Regions from separate parts of the Mus musculus genome. Here region 2 is linked to region 1. Evidence: chromatin contacts called from public promoter capture Hi-C data. All regions are on one chromosome and are shown on one strand. Each heading gives the region's core, a stretch centred on a gene start, on an enhancer-like site or on the middle of the called end of the contact. The rest is flanking DNA. Distances are from core to core; before and after follow the strand shown. Region 1 has its middle 26 kb from the start of Gm25215. Region 2 holds the start of Kif5c (kinesin family member 5C).

What was found. Promoter capture Hi-C pulls out the DNA fragments that hold promoters and counts their contacts.
Region 2: a promoter capture Hi-C map of embryonic stem cells shows a contact between it and region 1, with 3 times the contacts expected there. The contact joins the promoter of Kif5c here to the enhancer-like site in region 1. A contact is called at or near these places in 5 of 39 promoter capture datasets (embryonic stem cells, hematopoietic stem and progenitor cells, liver and 2 more), 2 of 484 Hi-C or Micro-C datasets (both in embryonic stem cells), 5 of 115 datasets of contacts at active chromatin or transcription factors (bone marrow-derived macrophages, embryonic hindbrain and embryonic stem cells) and 2 of 9 other capture datasets (adipose tissue and liver).

What each region holds. Positions count from the first base shown.
Region 1 is chr2:49,369,850-49,374,179 of GRCm38.p6, reverse strand. No RefSeq gene overlaps it. Among named protein-coding and RNA genes, the nearest start is that of Gm25215, 26 kb to the left of the region's middle. Within about 2 kb of position 2,344, at least 2 of the 459 cell types and tissues checked have an H3K27ac peak or open chromatin away from gene starts, as enhancers often do. A contact at or near this core is called in embryonic stem cells, where this site is marked.
Region 2 is chr2:49,617,209-49,621,538 of GRCm38.p6, reverse strand. It overlaps Kif5c (kinesin family member 5C), which reads right to left and starts at 2,253. Exons shown (of 26, transcript NM_008449.3): 1 at 1,752-2,253. The coding sequence starts at 1,877.

The DNA.
Region 1 (4,330 bases), core at 1,095-3,594:
GCAGCTCTGGACACTATTGGGGTGCAGCACAAGTACTTGTCTCTGAAATGGGCTATAGAGTCTCAGGAATGGGAAATATGACGGTTGCTTGTGGGAAAAGTGGAAGTTACTGCCCTTTGACCACCTAGGTCTCTGGCCTAGGTGTCAGACATGGAGTCTGACCCTGGATTCACGGCCTGGTCTTTGGAATTAGGTGATGTTGTTAGGAGCCTACGATGTAGCCTAAGCAACGGGTCTCGGGTTTCTCTAGGATCTACTAATGCCTGAAACTTACACTTTGGGATTTAAAAAAACACCAAAACTTTCTGGCAACAACAAACCCTAGGGAGGGAGGTTAACATTATGCTAGGAATACCTTAACATAGTAAATGTGTTTGGGGCTTCTACACGGTCTGGGTAGGGGGAGAGGGAGGAGAGAGTTATGGCGGATCGAAGTGTGAAGAGAGACAGGAAAGACCCAAGCTAACTGTAAGGCAACAGCCTCTGGAGTACCACAGCAGGTTGTCCTTCAACAATAGATTGGTTGTGGATGAACCAGAGTCCCTGGGAGCCCTTCAGGGAAAGGTGGGCTCAGGGTGGGGAAAGAGCCAAGCAACTGTCAGACCCTAGTCTAGCATGACAGTGGAGCCCTGGTGATTTCATGCCCCAAGATCCAGAAAGTAGGCAGTAGGATACGATATAGCTTTTAAAAAAATTAGTAGCTAGTGAGATGGTTCGGCAGGTGAAGTCTCCTGGTGATTTCATACCCCAAGATCCAGAAAGTAGGCAGTAGGATACGATATAGCTTTTAAAAAAATTAGTAGCTAGTGAGATGGTTCGGCAGGTGAAGTCTCCCGTTGCCAATCCTGATGACCACAGTTTGATTTCTGGAACCTCCATGGTGAAGAGAATCTCTGACTTCCACATCTGCACCACAGCATATGAACACCCACTTTTCAAAGAAATGCATGGAGTGGAGAAATGGCTCAGAGTTGAAGAGTACAAGCAGCTTCGCATGGGTCCCAGGGCTAGAGCTCAGCGCCAGGCGCTCACATGATGCCCAGACATAGATGCAGGCAAAACATCCATGCACATAAAATAAAATAAATAGATCTTTAAAAATCATTTTTAAGAAGAATTATACTAGCCTTCAATAATGTAATTATGGAGAATAATCCCATAATATCTTAGTTGGAAAAAGGGAGCATTGTGTAGCTATGGAGTCTGGCTATCTCCTGAAATGCACGTGCATCCATGCTGACAGGATATCATCTGGATAAATCTTTGCAGGCGACAGTATTTTCTTCAGGGTCCTGGTTCTCTTTAACCAGCACAGCCTGCTTCTGTCAACAACAGCTGCTTATCTAATGGCAGCTTTACTTTAAATGGTTGAAGTTGGCAGCATGAGGAGCAGTGCCAAAGGGCCTTGTGGCCCTAGAACTTGCCTCTTAGCCTCCCTGCCCCCCTTCTTCCCTCCTGCAGCTGCCTTAGGTCATTCTAGTGTTGAGTCTCTCAATGCCCTTGTAGGTCCTCCATTTAGAGCTCGTTTTGTGTGCTGGAGGGAGGCTGACTTTGGGAACCACAGCTAAAACCCTGGCTGGACTTGGCTAAAAGGAGAGGGAAGCAGGGACTGGGTGGGGGTGGGGGGGCATAATGCCAGAACACTGGTCCCTTATCTTCTTCACCGAAGGCTACTAGCAGCATGCCTTCCTCCCATGGTTCTTCCTACAAACCTCTGTGCATCTCTTCCCTTCACTCTATTTTTGCTGGGTAGGGTGACCAATACCTGTAATCTCAGAGCTTGGGAGAGCGAGGCAGTACCTGGAGTTCAGGGCCTTCCTCTGTGACATAGTGAATGAGATCAACCTGAGCTATTTGAGGGCCTGCCTCAAAAACAAAACCAAGGGGTGGATGAGACTCTTCATGCTTTGGTTGTCACTAAAATGAGGAAATTATGTGGGATTATCTTAGTCTTGGAGTCATCATCAGGGAAAAGGACACAAGGAGAACTGAAATACAGAAGAGGAGATGATGTAATAATTGGAGTAGAGATAGGAAGGATGTGGCCACAAGTCAAAAACAAAAACAAAAACAAAAACAAAAAGCCAACAACCATCAAAAACTGGATGAGATGAGAACAGATGCTCTCCTGGGACTCTAGAAGGACTTCCGGGATCTGGGGATTAGATACCCAATAAATAAGCTTTGGGGAGCACATCAAAAATGAGCTGGGGGGGAACATCCAAATGTAAGCAGAGAAGGGGCAGTGGACACGCCTCTCAGGACTTCTTCTCAAGGACCCCACTGTTCCTCGCCCTATAGTTAGAAGATTTCCTACAGAATGCAATGATCTGTGCTTGCTTTTGTTAGTCTAATTCGGAGACTGGCTCCCGCTGAGTTGTATCCAGCAGAATTTGGCTCTCTTTAAACAGTAGCTTCCTTTTGTATGCTCTTTTCTTTACTCTGTAATCTTTGGAGAAGGCTCAAACATCTCTCTTCTCTAGGAGAACTGGTTTTGAAAAAGTGTTATTCCTGGCCAGAAAATATTTCAAATACAGTCATCATAGATATAACTGGATACTTGGGATGCTGTCTGGATACCACCCAAACATCAAGTCTTTGAGATCAGAAGAGAAAGATTCAAGAGTTTATTGCAAAACTTTTCTATTTAGAGTGAGTTTTGTGGGCCAGAAGCATCAAACCACAGAGGACTCATAAGAAATGCATATCTAAGGCCACATCCCAGACCCAGTATCTATCACTGAGGAGATCTGCTAAGCGATCTTCATGCACACAAAGCCTATAAATATCAAAGTTTATCTTATTGTGTTTCATTAATTAAATCTTCTATTAGAAAGCAAGCATTAACTATTCATTATATGCCAGCATCTCTTCTAGGGGACTATGGCGGTAGGGAGTAGCATTGTGGGAGGTGCCGCCTTGTTGGAGGAAGTATGTTATTGTGGGTGGGATTTGAGATTTCAGATACTAAAGCCATCCATGCCCAATGGCTCACTTTCTTCATGCTACCTATGGATTCAGATGTAGAGCTCTCAGTTACTTGTCTAGCACCATGTCTGTCTACATGTCACCATGCTTACAGCCATGATGACAATGGACCAAACTTCTGAACTCTAGACCATCCTCAATCAAGTGTTTTCATTTATAAGAGTTGCCATTGGCATGGTGTCTCTTCACAGCAATAAAACCCCAAGACAGAAACACAGTAGCAAAGTAATACCTACATCCCTTCCTCCCATTCTGGTAGGGCAGATGAACAAACACTTTTAAGAAATAGATGTTGGTGGGTAGGGGAGCAGGGTGGGAGGAAGGTATAGGGGACTTTTGGGGATAGCATTTGAAATGTAAATGAAGAAAATACCTAATAAAAAATTGGAAAAAGTTGAAAAAAAAGAATCTATAGCTCACAGGAAATGTGCATAAATAAAATGTATGCATTATTTTCAAAAAAAAAAAAAAAGAGAGAAAAGAAATAGATGTTGGGCTGGAGAAATGGCTCAGTAATAAAGAGCACTGGTTGTTCTTCCAGGGGTCCTGAGTTCAATTCCCAGCAACCACAGGGTGGCTCACATCTGTAACCCTGATACCGTCTTCTGTCATGCAGGCATACATGCAGGCAGATACTGTATAGTTAATAAATAAATAAATAAATAAATAAATAAATCTTTAAAACATTTTTTTTTAAAAAAGGAAAGAAAATTGATGTTGAGAGATCCACTCACTGCTGCCATTCTTCACCGGGAAGAGGTGGAAGGCACCCAGAAGCCCAACCACCTCAGGAGAAAGCAGAGAGGAATGCTTTGAGCATTATGAAGAGATGTGCAACTGGAGGGTGTGAGGGTAGAGAGAAACTGCCCGCTGTGAGTAGGCTGCCCTGCCACCCACAGCTATGGTGAAATCTATCCTGTTCTGTCACTGAGCACCACATCTGGGCTCCAGCCCATGCAGCAGCAGGGGTCTGTGTTGATGTTACCACCAAAGACCGTGTAAGATGTGCCTGGTCTGGGCTGCCACCAGGGACCATGTTAATTGATTTTTAAGAAGTGTGAGAGCTAGCCCCATCCCTTGCCAGCTGCAGCACTTGGTAGAGCTGATCCTGCACCTCACCTGGGCAGCCCAGTAGAGCTGGCCATGGTGGCGAAGGCACAGGAGAGACTTGGCCCAGGATGGGATGAGGATAGAAGAGCCGGAGAGCTGGCCCCACTACGTGCAGCCTGCAGCACTTGGGAGAGTTAGCCAGGGGAGTGCTTTTACAATTCTTCAGCTACCTCCTATGTTCACCCATCTTGTCTTTCTGAGGGTTTGTAGCTTACCACTATGACCAATTTCT
Region 2 (4,330 bases), core at 1,004-3,503, 250 kb before region 1:
ACACAAGGTCACCCGAACATTTTCAGGCACTGAGCAATCAGTACTGTAAAAATTGTTACAAGCCAAGAGGGAGGGACTAGAAGTCCCTAGCAACTGCCACTCCTAATTGAACCACACCTCACTGAGGAAACAGCAGATCAGACAATGATGGGATCTCAGTCTACTTGTAACCCTAGCTCCAGGCTGCCATGGCTATCTCACTAACCCATATATGCCATTAAGTATAGAATTCCCTCATCAATAATTGTAGTGTACAGCTTTTCTGCAGGTTAACCCTAAGCACAGAGGAGGAAATCCCTGCCCTTCCCCATAGGTCAGATATCAGAATAAGTGGTTGCTCATCCAGAGTATTCAGAGGTCTGCGTTTTCCTATAACTGAAAACGGGAAGGAAAAAGATCATAGTCTGCAGGGAGTGGGAGGAGCCTTCTTAAACATAATACAAGACGAAGCCCCCAGGCCAGGGCTTGGCCTCTAATCCAGGATGGTGGAAAATATGACTAGCATCTGCTGGTCCAAGACCTTTGCAGCGACTGCAGCAGACAACCTTGCCAAAGATGTTGGGGACAGACTAAGTGAAGAACCGCAGGGTTCGCTCTTGAAAAAGGCTAGGTGTCCTCTAGCTATACACCCAGAAAGCTGTCACCTGTCAATCACTTGACCTAAATACAACAGTCACTGGGGGAATGGGGGGGAGGGGGTAGTCCGAGCATGCTCAGTGATGGAGATGACATCACTTAATCAATGCTGGAGACGGGAAGGCTGCATCAGCAGCCTGGAGCGGGATGCCAGGAACGTATCAGTGGGGACCTAGAGGCTCGCATTAACTCAGTCCCTCTCCACGCGGCTCGAATACAAAGAGGGCACCATGAGACACACACTCTAGGGAGAGCAGGTTAAGAAAGGGGGCGCGGACAAAACTAGTTTATTTCCTTTGGTGTACTCCCTTAAGAACTGTAAGGGAGTATTCCCTCCCTTTCCCCGTAGCCAGGCTGCAGAGAAGGAGCTAAGTTGGGGAAAACACTGTGGGAGGAAAGGTGGGGAAAGGTGATCAAAAGGGAGACTCTGGATTTGCTTAAGTAACTTCTGCTCTTGATACAGAGGGTTATTTGGGAACTCCCTCTCTTAGCAGATTCGAGAATCTGCTCTCCATCTAGAACGAAGCATATGAGTCTATCTGCAGACACTAGGGAGAAAGGACCTGGTGGGGGTGGGGGTAGTCCACAGAAAGCACAAATCCAGGACAATTGGGATGATAGGAAGCAGGAAACATAAGAGACCTCCCAGAGACACCAAGAGCACTCCTCACCTTCCACAAGAGAGCAAGGTGAAACCGCCTATGGAGGGCCCAGGAGATTTTGTTTTTCTTGCACCTTTCCTCCATACCTTTTTGACTAAGGTCTTGAGACAAATCGAACCCTGGAATGCCTGGATGCATCTGTGGGTTGTGGAGCTGACACTTTTGACCAAGACCTGGGCATCCCTACTTGCTGGCAAGCCTAAACACTGCCCACGCGGCGGCTAGAGTGGGAACAATAGGCCCACCCGAGCCCCCACCCGCGAACAATGGCGGACCTCGCACTCCCCCGCCGCCCCGCGCCACCACCGCCGCGGGGGAGTCACCAGGCAAGGGCTCTTTTACGATCCACCCGCGAACCCAGCCCCGCTGGGATGTCGGAGGTAGCGTCCGGAAGATCCCCACTCAGGCTATGGTGCAAAGCCGGAGGAGGGGCAAGACACCAAGGCCACTTACCCCGATCACCACCGTCTCCTCGCCTTTGAATTTGGGGATGAATTTGTCCCCGCGGAGGATCTCCGCTTCGTTGAGGGGCCGGAACCGGCACATCACTTTGATGCTGCATTCGGCTGGATCCGCCATCTCGGGCCGCAGCAGGAGGGGGCACAGGGATGGGGTGGGGGGCCCGGCTGGGCAGCGCCACCGAGGAGGCCGCGAACCAACCGCTGCCCGCTGCTAGGCCGCCTCCCGCAGCTTCTCAGCAGGTCATCTCAAGCCTGCGCTGGACGCCCCGCAGCTCCGCCGCCGGGAAGGAGAGCAGCGTATCAGGTGGGCCGCCCTGCTGCTGACCTCCAGCCCGGTCCTGCGCCCCCGGCCCACCTGCCCGCAACCACGAGGCGGGCGGACTAGGCGATGCTCAGGGAGCAATCCCCGCCCGGCTCAGACCTCCCGGGCTCGGTCGCGCTCAGCCATCCTGCATCAGCACCACCGTGCTCCGGCACCTCCAGGCCCGCCCCTCTGCCCCGCCTCGGCACGGTGACGTCACTGCAGAGATCCGCCTCACCCTGGGTGTAAGCGCGGCGCATCCCGGGACTTGTAGTCGCCACTCTACCTGCAGGTGGGAGGGCAAGGCTTGGATTAGCTTGAGAGGACCCCCGGGAACTGCAGGACTGATGGGGCTCCACAAGCCAAGAACAGAATGGAAGTCATAGTTAATATTCCCAGCTAAACTCTATAAAAAACCAGGTCACATCTTTTCCTGAAAGGAAAAATACTTATCAGCACAGTGTACAACTGAACAGCCACAGAGCGTTTCCCTGTGTTGTAGAGTTTTTGCAAGAGTCCTAGGGAAAGCAGGAAGGAAATGAGATTTGCATGGAAGCCAGTTATAAAGGAAATGCTTGAACATAGGTAATTCAAAATTGTTCACATCCGATCAAAATCAAGGATTTTATCACTGCAACGCTAAGTCAGAAAACAAATTCACACACCCACGTATTTAGCATGCTACTTTAGAGCTTGAGGGTTGAAGTCGGTTTTTTGAGTCCTAAGTCAGGAACATTTCAGTGTCGCGTGGCGGTGCATGCTTGGAATCCCAGCGTTCAGAAGGCAACTTGGGACAAAAAAATCCCAAAATCAAAAACAAGAAAAAAGGAAAAAGAAAACAAAAACAAGAAAAAGGGGGAAAGAAAACAGGAGCTCTGTTATAAGCAATCATAGATCAATTTCTAATGATGTTTAGAATCCTGCAGAAATGAACAGATTGTATAGAAGATCAAATCTAAGACAAGCCTAGGTTCTCATACAGGTCTCTCTTCTTACTGTAGGCTCCCTCCTCTCCTATAACATCCATGCTTACAATCTAACAGATTCTAACTGCTTGTGACTTCTTCTATTCCACTTGTCCTGCTTTGTTTCTGATATTGGCTCAGGGCCATTTGCCCTGCCGAACTGGTTCATTCCCATCCATCAATCAGTAAGTATCTCGGGGGCCCTATGGAAGATAATAGGAACATGGCCAAAGCCACTGAAACAAATGAAGAGCTTAGAAGAGCACAACTTGCTTTGCTATATTCAAGAAGCTACTAAACTGCCAAGCCAGAGAACAGGTAGATGCTAGGACTGCCTTAGGAACAATGGTCTTTGTACTGACTCTGTTCTTACTCAAGATCCATTCCCACCTATCAGCAAACTAAGTGCCAACAGTCTGTGGATGACATTCTCCAATTTAGATAAGGGTGTATGGGTTTTCAAAGAGTTTGAAACCTATTAGGGTAGGTCTATGCCATGAACTGGGGTTAGCCTAGCATCTACCTCTGGCACAATAACCTAGAGTCTAAAGCTTTGTAACTCTATGAAGGAACCTCGTGGTACGAAGTTTCCTGAAAGAAACCTGATGTATTCCCACCTCCCGGGAGAATGCATTGGTCCATAGCTGTGTCCATTTGGACTTTGTCAACACTAACTTTCAATCCTAAGACTTTCTAGAGAAGGATTTCCCAGATGGCCTGCAGCTGGTTGTCCTTACTTATTGTTCCAGGGTCCTTTCTGTATCACTACATCTAGACAGTGAATTCCTCCTTGCCTTTGCTCCATCTGAAGACAGAGTGCAGAGTAGGAAGCACACTGAGTGGGGAACTCCGCTGAGCATGGGTCCTTCCTCTGCCACTGTGGCCAGATATTTGCTTTCCTTCAGACCCTGTTTCCTATTCTCTGGCATTAGAATAGCAATATTGCCTTGCAGATTATTTTTTTTAACAAATTAAGAGCAGTATTACTTGTAATGTGTTTAGTATGGTAAAGCATTTAGTGCGTGCATGCGTGTGTGTGTGTGTGTGTGTGTGTGTGTGTGTATTATAAGCCAGATCTTAGGTAGTGTTATTCTTACTGGGTACTGAATAAATGGTTGTAAATAACAACTTCTTTAATTTTAGAAATAGACCTATTGCATACATCTAGTTGTACTCAAGAGTCCAAGTTTCCTGCCTACCCGAAAAGACAGAGCCACGGAAGTGAATGTTCTAAACCATTGTAAGCAATACCGATTTGATTTTCTCTCCTTGGCACAGCTGATGTACAGGAAAAGAAGTCTCTGG